Linked DNA regions of Gossypium hirsutum: region 2 is linked to region 1. A link is a contact called in public Hi-C data. All regions are on one chromosome and are shown on one strand. The core of a region is the stretch at or near the end of the contact, and the rest is flanking DNA. Distances in the headings are between cores, read along the strand shown.

Evidence for each region. Hi-C and Micro-C count contacts between places; a contact is called where the count stands out from the background.
Region 2: a contact with region 1 is called in a Hi-C map of leaf, with 2.2 times the contacts expected there. The contact joins the promoter of LOC107962069 here to the promoter of LOC107961924 in region 1. A contact is called at or near these places in 3 of 34 Hi-C or Micro-C datasets (all in leaf).

Annotation. Positions count from the first base shown.
Region 1 is chrA06:118,502,703-118,508,558 of Gossypium_hirsutum_v2.1, reverse strand. It overlaps LOC107961924 (cysteine proteinase inhibitor 1), which reads right to left and starts at 2,950. Exons shown (of 1, transcript XM_016898097.2): 1 at 2,383-2,950. The coding sequence starts at 2,851. The coding sequence ends at 2,492.
Region 2 is chrA06:118,773,729-118,779,584 of Gossypium_hirsutum_v2.1, reverse strand. LOC107962069 (ras-related protein RABA5a-like) reads right to left here and starts at 2,952. Exons shown (of 5, transcript NM_001327721.1): 1 at 2,907-2,952; 2 at 1,540-1,602; 3 at 598-1,055; 4 at 211-325; 5 at 1-208. The coding sequence starts at 937.

The sequences.
Region 1 (5,856 bases), core at 1,701-4,200:
TCTTTGTGGCTTCTTTTGGCATAAGTTTACTTCCGCTCTACAATTGGTGCCTTGGAGGAGTCCTTAAGGAGTCCTCACTTGAGTAAAAGCTGACTTAGGCGAGTTTGGACGAACAGATCACCTAAGGCCGAACGGATCGCCTAAGGCCGCACAGATCGCGAGACGAAAGATCTAGCCCCATAACACTAGTTCATAAATCTTTGGGCTTCAATTACCAAGGAATAGAGACTTTACAAATAAAGCTTGAGGATTGACATTCCATTGTTGTTATTTTATATGTATATGGTTACATTTATTTACGTTCCCAATATGCCTATGATGTAGCACCAGAAAATTTTAGTCACCTACAATTCAATACTTAACCGAAAGCTAACGTGGGATTTTTTTATTGGCTTGATAATAAGTTTAGCCCTCGAGTGTTTACACATTTGATCAATTTGATCTTAAATCTAAAAATTAAATAAATTTAGCCCTCAATATGTACAAAAATTGTCATTTAATTCTAATTCTAAAAATTCAATAAATTTATCTTGAACATTTACAAAATTTTTCAACTTAATTCTAATTCTAAAAGTTTTAAAAAAGAAAAAAAATATTTAAAATTTTCATTTTTGGATAAAAAATATATAAAAAAATCCTTCCTTATTTTTTCGATTAAACCATTGCCTTCTTCTTGGTATTTTAGTTAGTTCACCTACATGGCTCACCTTTTTGCTGGAAAGCATTCGAGCAGGCAAAGGTTTACATAAAACAATGACACCATCCACCATCAACTTCTGAATGCATAATTTTATCAACCTTGTGAAAAGCCGAGGAGGAGGAAGAGAAAAGGGCAAGGGCGAAAGTGCTTAAGAAATTAGATTTGGATTAGGTCTGTTCTAGTTCTTACTATGTTACTCTCAGTATGTTCTTGAAACTACTTGTGGTTCAAACAGTTCTTGTAACTTCACAGTGAGAACGAAAGCGAGCACTTAGATTGCCACTTGAAAACCACCTCTACCTATATAAAAGAAGAAAAGCTTCAAATTCTATCTCTAAATGCAAGGAGGGCTAGCAAGGTTGAATTTAGCATTATTTTTAAGAAGCATTTAAAAAAATATTTTTGAAATAAAAATATTGCTAAGCATTTTAAAAATACTTTTGAAATAAAAAAAAAATCTTTTTAGTCAAAAACAAAATAGAAAATTTTAACCTTCTCCCTCAAAAATGTTTTTTGAAAAAATACTTTGACAAGTAATACTAAACTAGGCCGAAATCTTATTGATCTTGATTCTATTTTAATTGTAGAATTCCTTGTTTGTTCTATTTTTTAAATAATTTTTATATTTTTTTATCCAAACATTTCTAATATTTTTTTATTTTTAAAAATTTTAGAATAGAATTAAATTGATAAATTTTATAAATATTCATACTAAATTTATTGATTTTTTTTAAAGAATTACAATTAAACCATAAATTTTATAAACAGTGAGAGTTAAATTTATTAATTTTTTAAATTTAATATTAAATTGATAGAATATGTAAATATCAAAAAATTAAATTTATTATTAGATGGATAATTAAAATTTTAAATTTTAAAAATGTTGATCGAGAAGGATGACATTCAAAATTATATTGAAAGAAAATAAAATCATTAATTTAAGTGAAATAAATAATCTCTCTGTCCTTGCAAAGCGAAACGTATACTTTGATTATTTCCTTTTTTTAAGGAAAAAAAACACGTATTTCACCGTTTGTTTACTTTTAAAAAGAAAAAAAAAACAGTTGTATTATGTAATTGGTTGGATTTAAATCCATAAATTGAAAGAACTATTAATAACTTTAGACATTTTATTAAAAAAAAAGTAAATTTAAAATACATAACGAAATTGTTTAAAAAAAAATTCCAACTTTATGATCATTATGGTAAATTTCGTCACGGTAATTTTAAATTTTATTTTAAAATTATTAATTTAATTTTTATTGTAAGTATAAGAAGATATCAAGAAAAAAAAGAAGAAGTGAATTTAGAGTTGATCACATGTTTTTAGGGATTATATAAAAAAAGTTTATATACGGTAGTTAGGTAAATGGATATCATCATTATTACAGCAATCTAAGCATAAATTTGAGATTTATAAATGGATTAAGAAATTTATCAAATCGTTTTGCAAAATTGTTCAACGAACTCGTGTTTTAGCTTCAGCTAACATTGATGCCACATCTGATCCATTCTTGCATCTCTTATATATAAAACTGTTTTGCAAAATTCAATTGATTTTTGTTTAGTTTTATGCCTATTTTTATTTTTAAAATGAATAAATAGATTTTTTTTTCTGGTAGATGAGAAATGAAGAAAGAAAAGAGTGAAAATTATTAATCTCAAATTTTGAAACCGAAACATCTCAAACTCACATAATTATGTATTATTAAGATTTTATTCTCCACTCTGTTAAGTAATAGAAAAGGACAAGGATAACATATATGAACATAAATTACATTATAATCAAATCTAACCCTTGACGAGGTTAAAGGAGGTGAGATTCCTGAAATTCAGCCACAACTTCTCCCACACCACAGCCTTATACGTGTTATCGAAGGTCCCTTCCTTCGCCTGCAAAATCAACCGGTAGTTTGTCCCGGCCACCACCTGGGTCTCGCCTTTCACCACCTTAACCAACTTTAAACTCCCATTTGACTGCTTGTTATACTCCTCGACGGCGAATTCCGCGATCTTTATCACGTGTGGGTCCTTGGTGTCTTTGATCGGACTCCATCCTCCGAGGGGAGCCTCCTTTCTGGCGTCGGAGAAGATGAGAGGAAGGAAAATGAGGGAGAGCAAGAGGATCAGGAAGCCTGACTTCTGCTGCATTTTGAGACTGTTTTTCTTTCTCAAGTCTAGTTGCCTTTTTTGTTGTGCTGTAGAGCTGTAGCCTCTGGATTTGAATTTGGAATGAAATTAGATTATTTATAGATAAACATTAATAAACGTAAATCGTAAGTTACGTGGCACACGGTTTTTAATTTTAAGAGGATTTGCCCCTTGAAGTTGATTGAAATTACGATGGAGACACGTCGTTACGTTACTACGAAACGCGCCGAAGCCCAAAACGGGGATCACGAAAGCGGGCCGTTAGGTTAGTATGATTGGAGGGTGGAGACCAGCTGTGAGTTGTGTGGAGGTTTTTAGTAACTGTATTTATTTTATAAGAATTTTAATAAAATCAATCATTTTCAATTTTTTGCATTCAATTGATAATTTATATTCACCGTTAAAAATTAACGACAGTACTAATATAATTGTTAACAGATTTCATGTCAGTCAATAGTTTGGAAATTCGTATTTTGAGGAAATAAGCTTATATGTATAAAAAAAAATTATTTGTCTCAAACACAAATATTACATCTTTTAATAATTTTATCTTACATCAATAATTTTTAATTTTTAATTTTATAATTTTCAACTAGATTTGATTTTTTTAAGATGAAAATGTTAAAATTTAAGATGAAAATATTAATGTCATGTAAAACTATTGAAATATATATATAGATAACATAACGTCTTTATTTTATACAATTATTTTCTTGAATGAGAAAGAAAATGGTAGGAAAAGGAGACATCAGTCAGTCCGATCCAATTCAGTTATATTTTTAAAAATTTTAAATTATTTATCATAATTCGAGATGGTTTTCAATTTTTTATATTCATACTTTGTATATTATTTGATAAAATTCTAAAAAAAAATTTCATAAATAATTCTTTAAAACGCATAATTTTTCAAATAAAATAAATAACAATTATTAACTTTTATATGATATTTTTTAAACAATATCTTTATAAAAAACATTTATTTATTTTTACTATTTTAAATATAAATTTTAAATAAAAAAATATAATGAAAAAGACTAACTTTTTAAGCCAAAACATTTCAATATTCAATGAATTTATAAAATTTCGAATTTTCTTATTCACTTGATTGGGTGGAGTGGGTTGATTGTGAGAATGGTGGTTGTAGCCCACTTAGCACCCCTCGGAAGAAAAATGTGAAAGTGGTCGACGGCTGGCCCAAAATGAAAAATTAGGTGAGCTGATAGTGCTTGATTTTATTTTTATTTTTTTGTGCAAATGAAAATGTTTTAACTTAGGGTTCGTTTGTTTACTAGGTTTTCCAGTGTTTGTTTTGCTTGAAAATCACTTACATTGGTAAAACATTTTCAGAAACATGGGAAAATGAGAATGAATTTTGGGGAAAATGTTTTACCGATTTTATTTCTGTAAAACATTTTCCATCTTTCCTCCTCATTCCATCCGTCTCCTTCTTCATCCAATTAGACCAGTTCCCTTCCTGAAACAAAGCTCAAGGTAACTTTTTTATGATTTACTCTGCATTTCATTCAATTTGTCACCTCTCTCACTTAAATCTTCTTCTTCCTTTTTTTTTTCTTTTGTTAAAGAATGTACTTGGATTTTGCATCTGTTTGGATTTTGCATCAGTCTGTTGAAGAATCTTTTTCTTCTTCTTTTATGCTTTATTTAAAATCTATTTGTTTCTGGGTTTTGCATAATTTAGTTTATGCTTGCTCTTTTATTACCGTAGATTTGTTTTTTTTCTTTGATTTTCTACTCTTATATAGTGTGCCTCTATCTCTATGAAACATAGAGTCTTTGTTTCTTAGTTAGATTCTTTCCTGACTTAAACCAAAGCAACTCTTTCACCTCTCCACGGACACTATCACTAAACCATAGCTACTTTCATCATTGATCTAGTGGCATTCTATCTTTCATCCCGTAGGCTAGCTGCTTGCTGCAACATTTAGCATTCTTCCTTTATGGCATTAACAAAAACAAAGCATTGTGAGAGAGAACAGGCCATTCCCCTGTCTGTTCATTTTTTATTCAATCAAGTCCATAGATATTTGGTAACAAAACATTATCTTCCTTTTCTTCTTTCTCTCTTCCAAATTCTTCATCATAGAAACAAAACCCAAAGGTAGAACCATTTTTGCAAGCATAATTTTTCAAAATTTCGGATACCACTTCTTTCACTTTCTTTAGAACTCTGTTTTCTTCTTTCTTTTTGGGGAATTTAAAGATGAAGAAACGGAGAGATAAGCTGACTTGAAAGATGATGGAGCCAGTGCCAGGGGCATTGGGAACTAGCGTTAGCTTGGCTCTTCGTTTGGGACAAACCATTTTCTCCTTTGTTTCACTTCTTTTCATGTGTTTGGGTGTTGAATTCTATAACTATACTTCTTTCAAGTGATTCCCAAAAGCTTCATTTCTTCTATTTTGTTAGGTCAAATTTTGATTTTTGGTTTTCTCTTTACCCTTTAATCGTTAATACCCATGACCTTATTTCTGTTATTTTGTTGGAATTCAATTTATTGCTACTTGATAGTTGATTTCTGGTGTTAAAGTGGAAGTCTGTGGGAAAACTGTCATGATCATCATCTTGATGAATCTAGTACTATGTTAGGAGTTAAAATTTTTATGAGAGGACTGATCAAACATTTCTTTGCTTTTTCATTTTTATTGAGGAAGCAAGATAAATGCAGTCAAATGAACTGTATGCAATTCTTTTATGTGATCTTTTGGGTTCTGGGCTTTGGAATTATCAAATGCTTTCACTTGCTTAACTATCAAACTTCAGTAAGGATTCTAATATAGTTTATTGTTTCTGAGTTTAAAAAAGGGGTGAATTGTATGTTATTTCTTCTATTTCAATGGAAATTTCTCTAAGTTGATTCTAAAACTAGTTATCATGAACCTTAATGGATCTTGTATGGTATCTTCTAATGTTTTTTCCTTGACTTTTGGTCCTTGATTTCTCATGTTCACATAAACATCGAACCAGATAGTACGACACTATCTGTCTT
Region 2 (5,856 bases), core at 1,703-4,202, 270 kb before region 1:
ACAGCAACCACCCGATTTGGGTGACTCAGTAGCACGTTCTTGGTTCTCATCCCCTTGTAAAACCACGGTCTTCCCATCCAATGGTGCGTCCTGCTTCTTGAGCTCATGAGACATCATAACTTTCCGGCTCAATATGTTGTAGATCTCTTTAACGACAGTCTGAAATGCAGCCGCTACATTGGAGGAATCAAGTGCAGAAGTCTCCATGAAAATAAACCCTGTGCCTCTGCTAAGGCCTTCCCTTCGGCTGTGGATACTTCCCTGGCATCCCGGAGGTCCGACTTGTTGCCTACTAAAATGGTGACTACGTTCATGTCTGAGTGAGCTGTTCAAAATGTCAAATCACACAATTCAGTCCTTAGCCAGCATGGGCTAAAAACAACAAATCTATAATAGTGGCTGGGCATGGAAAGGAAACACCATCTAGTTACAAAAATTTGCCACAATATGGCCTAACAGTCAGAAAACAAAATTTAACCCATTTTGGATTGGTGAGATTCGGTAAAAAATTATAGAAACGAGATTCACGATGAGAGGGTTTGCATATGCGTTATAAGTATAATCAACAAAAGCACAAAAGTTAATCACGGTTCTTACTTTGAAGTTCATTTAACCATCTACCAATGCTATCGAAAGTCTGTCGTCTGCTGATGTCATACACAAGAAGAGCTCCAACTGCACCTCGGTAATATGCAGATGTAACGGCCCTGAAGCGCTCCTGACCAGCCGTATCCCAGATCTGTGCCTTAACTTCCTTCCCATTTATATCCAATTTCTGAGTTTGAAACTCCACTCCTATGGTTGACTTGGAATTTGGGTAGAATTCATTCCTAGCAAATCTTGCAAGTAAATTCGATTTCCCAACAGCTGAATCACCAACTAGTACAATCTTGAAAAGGTAATCCTCAGTTTTTTCTTCCTCTGAAACAAAAGCCATTTTACAACCTTCCTACAAGTGTCACTCTATATAACCATATCAACAATGAAAAGCACTCGGAATTAAGTTTCTTCTCTGGTACTTGAAGTTATCACCTAAGAAGCACCAACCTTGTATCCTGTTCAAGAACAGAAATGGGTTTACCGAAGAAAAGAATAAAGGCAAGCTGAAAAAGGAAGCTAAAATAGGAATAAAGAGTACAAATGTGTCATTCAGCAATTGCTTACATGAAAATACCTTTCTTGTGAAGCAAATATTAGGTCAATTGAATAAAAAAGGAATAAACTCTACTCCACTTTCACCCTCCTGCAACATAGACAAATCTATCCTGAGCACCCTACGCGTGTAGTACTAATGACCTTCCTAGTGAATATGTACGTTACGGTTCCTGCAGGAACAAGACGAGGGCCCTCATGTAAAACCAACCAAAGTACTAATCGTTACAGTACAGGGTAAAACAAATGTCTGTCTCCGGCTAAAATATTCAAGATAAGTAAAATATTTATCAGAATTTGAAAAGTAAACAATTAAGTGAAACAAGTAATATGCAACTCATTAAAGTCTTTTAATTATATAGTTCCTTAGAAGGCAAGGAACAGTACCTTGATCTCTCCAACTTGCTAACACCTTGCCTCGCACCTGAAATCCCACTTAAGCTCCTTCTACTGCTTAGATTTTAGAAGCTCAAAATAAGGACATATGATAAATGCCAGATCATTCAAGTGAAATATCCAAATAATCGATTGGAAATAAAAAAACAACTCACCCAACAACCGTGACAGATTAATAGCCCACCTAAGATTCCTAATCCTATGTTTAGTCCTTGCCCTTAACCAGTAAAACATCACATCATTTTTGTATAAACTTTAAAAGTTAACAGATATAAGTGTCATTAGATAACAAAAAACTAAAGGCCAAATTTGGTAGCAAAGAACTGATAATTGATAAGATCTTTTGAACAACAATTATATATGAAATCAATCATAAGCAATAAATCATCTGCAAGGGCAATATAAGATGCTTGATTGTATAATAATATGCATCAACTATGCACTAGACCTTATAAGATAACATGTGATAGTTCAATCTTTTGAATATTACCACTGGACCATGGTACAGAAACAATATAGAACTTCATATATAAACAAGCCCTTGTGCTTTCACTTCTAACTGTAAGAATTCTTTTAAAAAGTTACTTTTTGTCTTATTCTTTGTTTTAATCATTAGAGATGCTGAAAAACTCAGTCTTTAAAAGGTTTCATATATTTTCCAATAGGAGTCATTTAAAGAGTTAAATTTAAGGATTGAAAAATTTTACTGCTATGTCAACAGCTCATAAAAATTCACTGAAACACAGAAACTCTGATTGTATGAACTAGAGAACTTTGACCAGGAAATAAGCTATAGATCCAAGTAAATCAATTTCAACATTCAAAGAAAAAAATATATATGCTCTTGATCATAAAGTAGAGCATCTGCATCTTGCAAAGAGAGATCAAATTATAGCATACTAGACTCAGTTTTGCATCAAAGAGACACCGGTAGAAACTAAATCACCAAGCAAACTGCCCTTTTGTTTTATATTTTGCAATTGACTAAAAGGCTAGAACCAAGTTCATATATGGAACAGCCAGTTAACTCTTTCCATAAAAGAAGAAAAAAAAAACCTTAAAAGCACCGAACCATTATAACTAAGTCTAGAATATCCAAATGAATTAGAGCAGAAAAAATCGATTTTGATATGATCAAATCTTAAAAACCATGAATTTAAGCAAGGTATTGACAAAACAGAGATTAGCAAAAACATACAAAGTAAAAGTTAGTAAGAAAAAAGAACAAAAATGTGATTGAGAAATGATCTAGAAACAAGCAAAATACAAAACCCAATTCGTAAATCTCATCAAATATTAATACAAAAAAAGGGACTTAAAAATCTAAAGAAAAAGAGATCGTGTTTGTTTACACTCACCAGCTATAAGAAGAATTTCAGGAGGCTCCCCTCACCCTTCTTTTTTTTTTTCTCTACCAGGAATTACGATCAAATAAAAGAGTTAACAATGGATCTGATTATATGATAATGTCAATGGCTTAGAGATACAAATTCAAAGGATTTAAGGGTTAGGCTTTTCCAAGGAGGTGAGGGAGCCGAGTGCAGAGACAAGACAACCCCAGATTTGCATTTACTCTGGTTACTGGTTTAGCCACCCCTTAATTTCCTGGGCTTATTTTTTTGGGCCTTATATTCCCCTTGGACTTCATCATAGATAAAAAACTTTCCGTATCTTGCTCAAAGAATTGGTTTTCAATGCGTATGAAAGTTGAAAACTCTAGTTGTGGAGGAACCATATGCAGAAAACTATAGTTGAAATGAAGCAGGAATGTTTGAGCACATAGGCTAAAGATTAGGGAAGGATGTCCCTCCAGTACTACTAATAGTGATGGAAAGAGGAATGTATGTTGGTTTTGAACTTCCCACAAAAAAAGCCAGATTATGATATGGACTTATATTGCTGACTGACCATGTTCTTAAATGGTAGGGGCCATGGAAGACTAGAGCATAGCTAATATTTAGCCAACATTTATCATTTTGCAGGTGCCTTATCTACACAAAAGCTTAAGCTTTGTTTGGTTTTGTCATAAAATGCAGTTGACATTGCCAACCTTGTTCAGTAGATGGTTTCGGCGGCATTGCAGTTTGGTGATGCAGAAAGAAGGACCCACCTCCCATACCCCATTACCACCTTTCATTTTGCCTAGGTGCACGAACTTACAGCTACTGCTGCTGCTGTAGCAGCTAAGGTGAAAACCTTGGCTTCTTCCTTGTGGTTAAATGTAATGTTTTGGCTCTCCAAAACTAACTGGACCACCTTCCATGGTTTTGACTTTTGTACACCAAAATCTGTGCCAAAGGATTTATTTCATCTATTGCATTCATTGTTTTTTGGTACTCATGGATCAGACATCAAATGAGATTGATAACAAGACTCGAACTTTAATTCTTTAATTCTTTGCTAAAACGTTAATGAGTACTCAATCAACTGGAATAATCATATTCTATCTGTATGTACTGTAGCACATTTTAACTATATGCCGACAAAACAAGAGTAGACATTGTTTGATTCGGTGACAGATATGAGGGTAAATAAAATAGATGGTCATAAATTTCTCCCTAAAATTGAAAATGAAGGGGCAAGATCAAAAGTTGAGAGCGTGCTTGATCACACGCACTTGGTAAATAGGTTGCCGACAGTTTGATAAGATATTACCTAGGATACCAACACTTTAGGTGCCCTGAGCTAGCACAATTCTGTCAATCTTGGTTCTACTGGGCCTTTGTCTAATATAAAAATGTTCCAAGCAAACTCTCAACTTTACACTTCTGCCTACTGCACTGATCTTTTGATCATGTAATTCTGTGAAAGGCTTGGGCCTTTCGGTTTATGCTTACATATTAATAAAAAAAATCAAATCTAGCAAGATTACTGGTTTAATTAGATATTGAGTTAAAAGCTTAATATAAGATGAATACTGGTTCTGGTTGCCATGAAATGAGGAAAGACTTTGTTGTTTCCTATTCCGAATAGCTACATTTTGTTGATCTTAAGTTACAGTTACCTCAATTTCGACCACATAATTATGTCCATTCTTGTTTCCGTGGGTAGTCATGTTTCAAACTTTATCGTAGAAATATGGATTATATTCAAGAAACCTGTCACTTATAATCTTATTTGTTGTTTGGTGATGTCTTTATGTAGCAAGTTGGGTTGTTAAATGGATAGAGTTGTTTGATAGGGTGATCTACAAGACAAAGGATACTAAGAGGGGTCGGAAATTGTGGTTTGAGACAATTTCTGATACTAAGGGTTAGTAGCAATATTTTTAAAAAGTATTTTTAAAAGGTGTTATGAAAAAGTACTTTTAAGAAGTACTTTTCACAAGTTTAGTTTAAGATTTGAGTGTTTAGTATTATTGTTAAAATGTCTATTTTAAATATGATATTATCAAGTAATAAATATATATTTAAATAATATTTAAATTAGTTAATATTATTATATTTTAGTAAGAATATAAAAAATAATTTATTATAACTTATTGTTAATTTTTTAATATGTAAAATATAAATTTTAAATATTTTTAAGCAATAAACATTAATTATTTATAAAATTTAATTAGAATATATAAACTATATTTTAAATATTTAAATATGACATTAAATATTTGTAATTAGATATTAACACATTTGTATTATTTAAAAAAATATTTTTTTATTTTTAATTAATAACTTTTTTTAAAAAAAGAAATACTATGTTGCTGGAGTGATGAAAAAGTAATTAAGTATCAAAAGTACTTTTAAAACTAAAAAAGTTAAAAATTTTAATTTCTCCTTTTTAAAAACTAAAAATTTAAAAAAAAAACTTATTTAGCATAACTTTTTATTCAAAAGTATTTTTCTAGCCATAAGTAATACTAAACAACCCTTAATCAATGTTTTAGTAAAAGGGAAAGGTTGATAGAAAATGGTATTAACGAAATTGAGTAGCAATGAGAGGTCATACCTAAGGTAAAGTCAATGTAATTATTACTATGATTGATTGACGTGACATCTCTTATTTGATAGGGAAGCTTTGTAGCTCAGACTTCAAGGTAAAAGCTGCTCTTGTTATATGGAGAGAATCCCATTTTGCCGCATATGGATTTATGACGCTGGCAAATAAGCTCTTGGATGTTAAAGAGCGTGAGCTCATGTAAGCATTCTGCTTTCTTGGATCTCATTTAGGTCTTGGTCATTTTTTGTGTGGATATAACAATAGTTCTTCCTTTTGATGAATGAGTGCGAAAGATTTCCAATGTTTGTGGAGAGCATCATGTGAATATTTTCTTTATGTGTGAGACTCTGTAAAAAATTCTTTTTGCCTTAA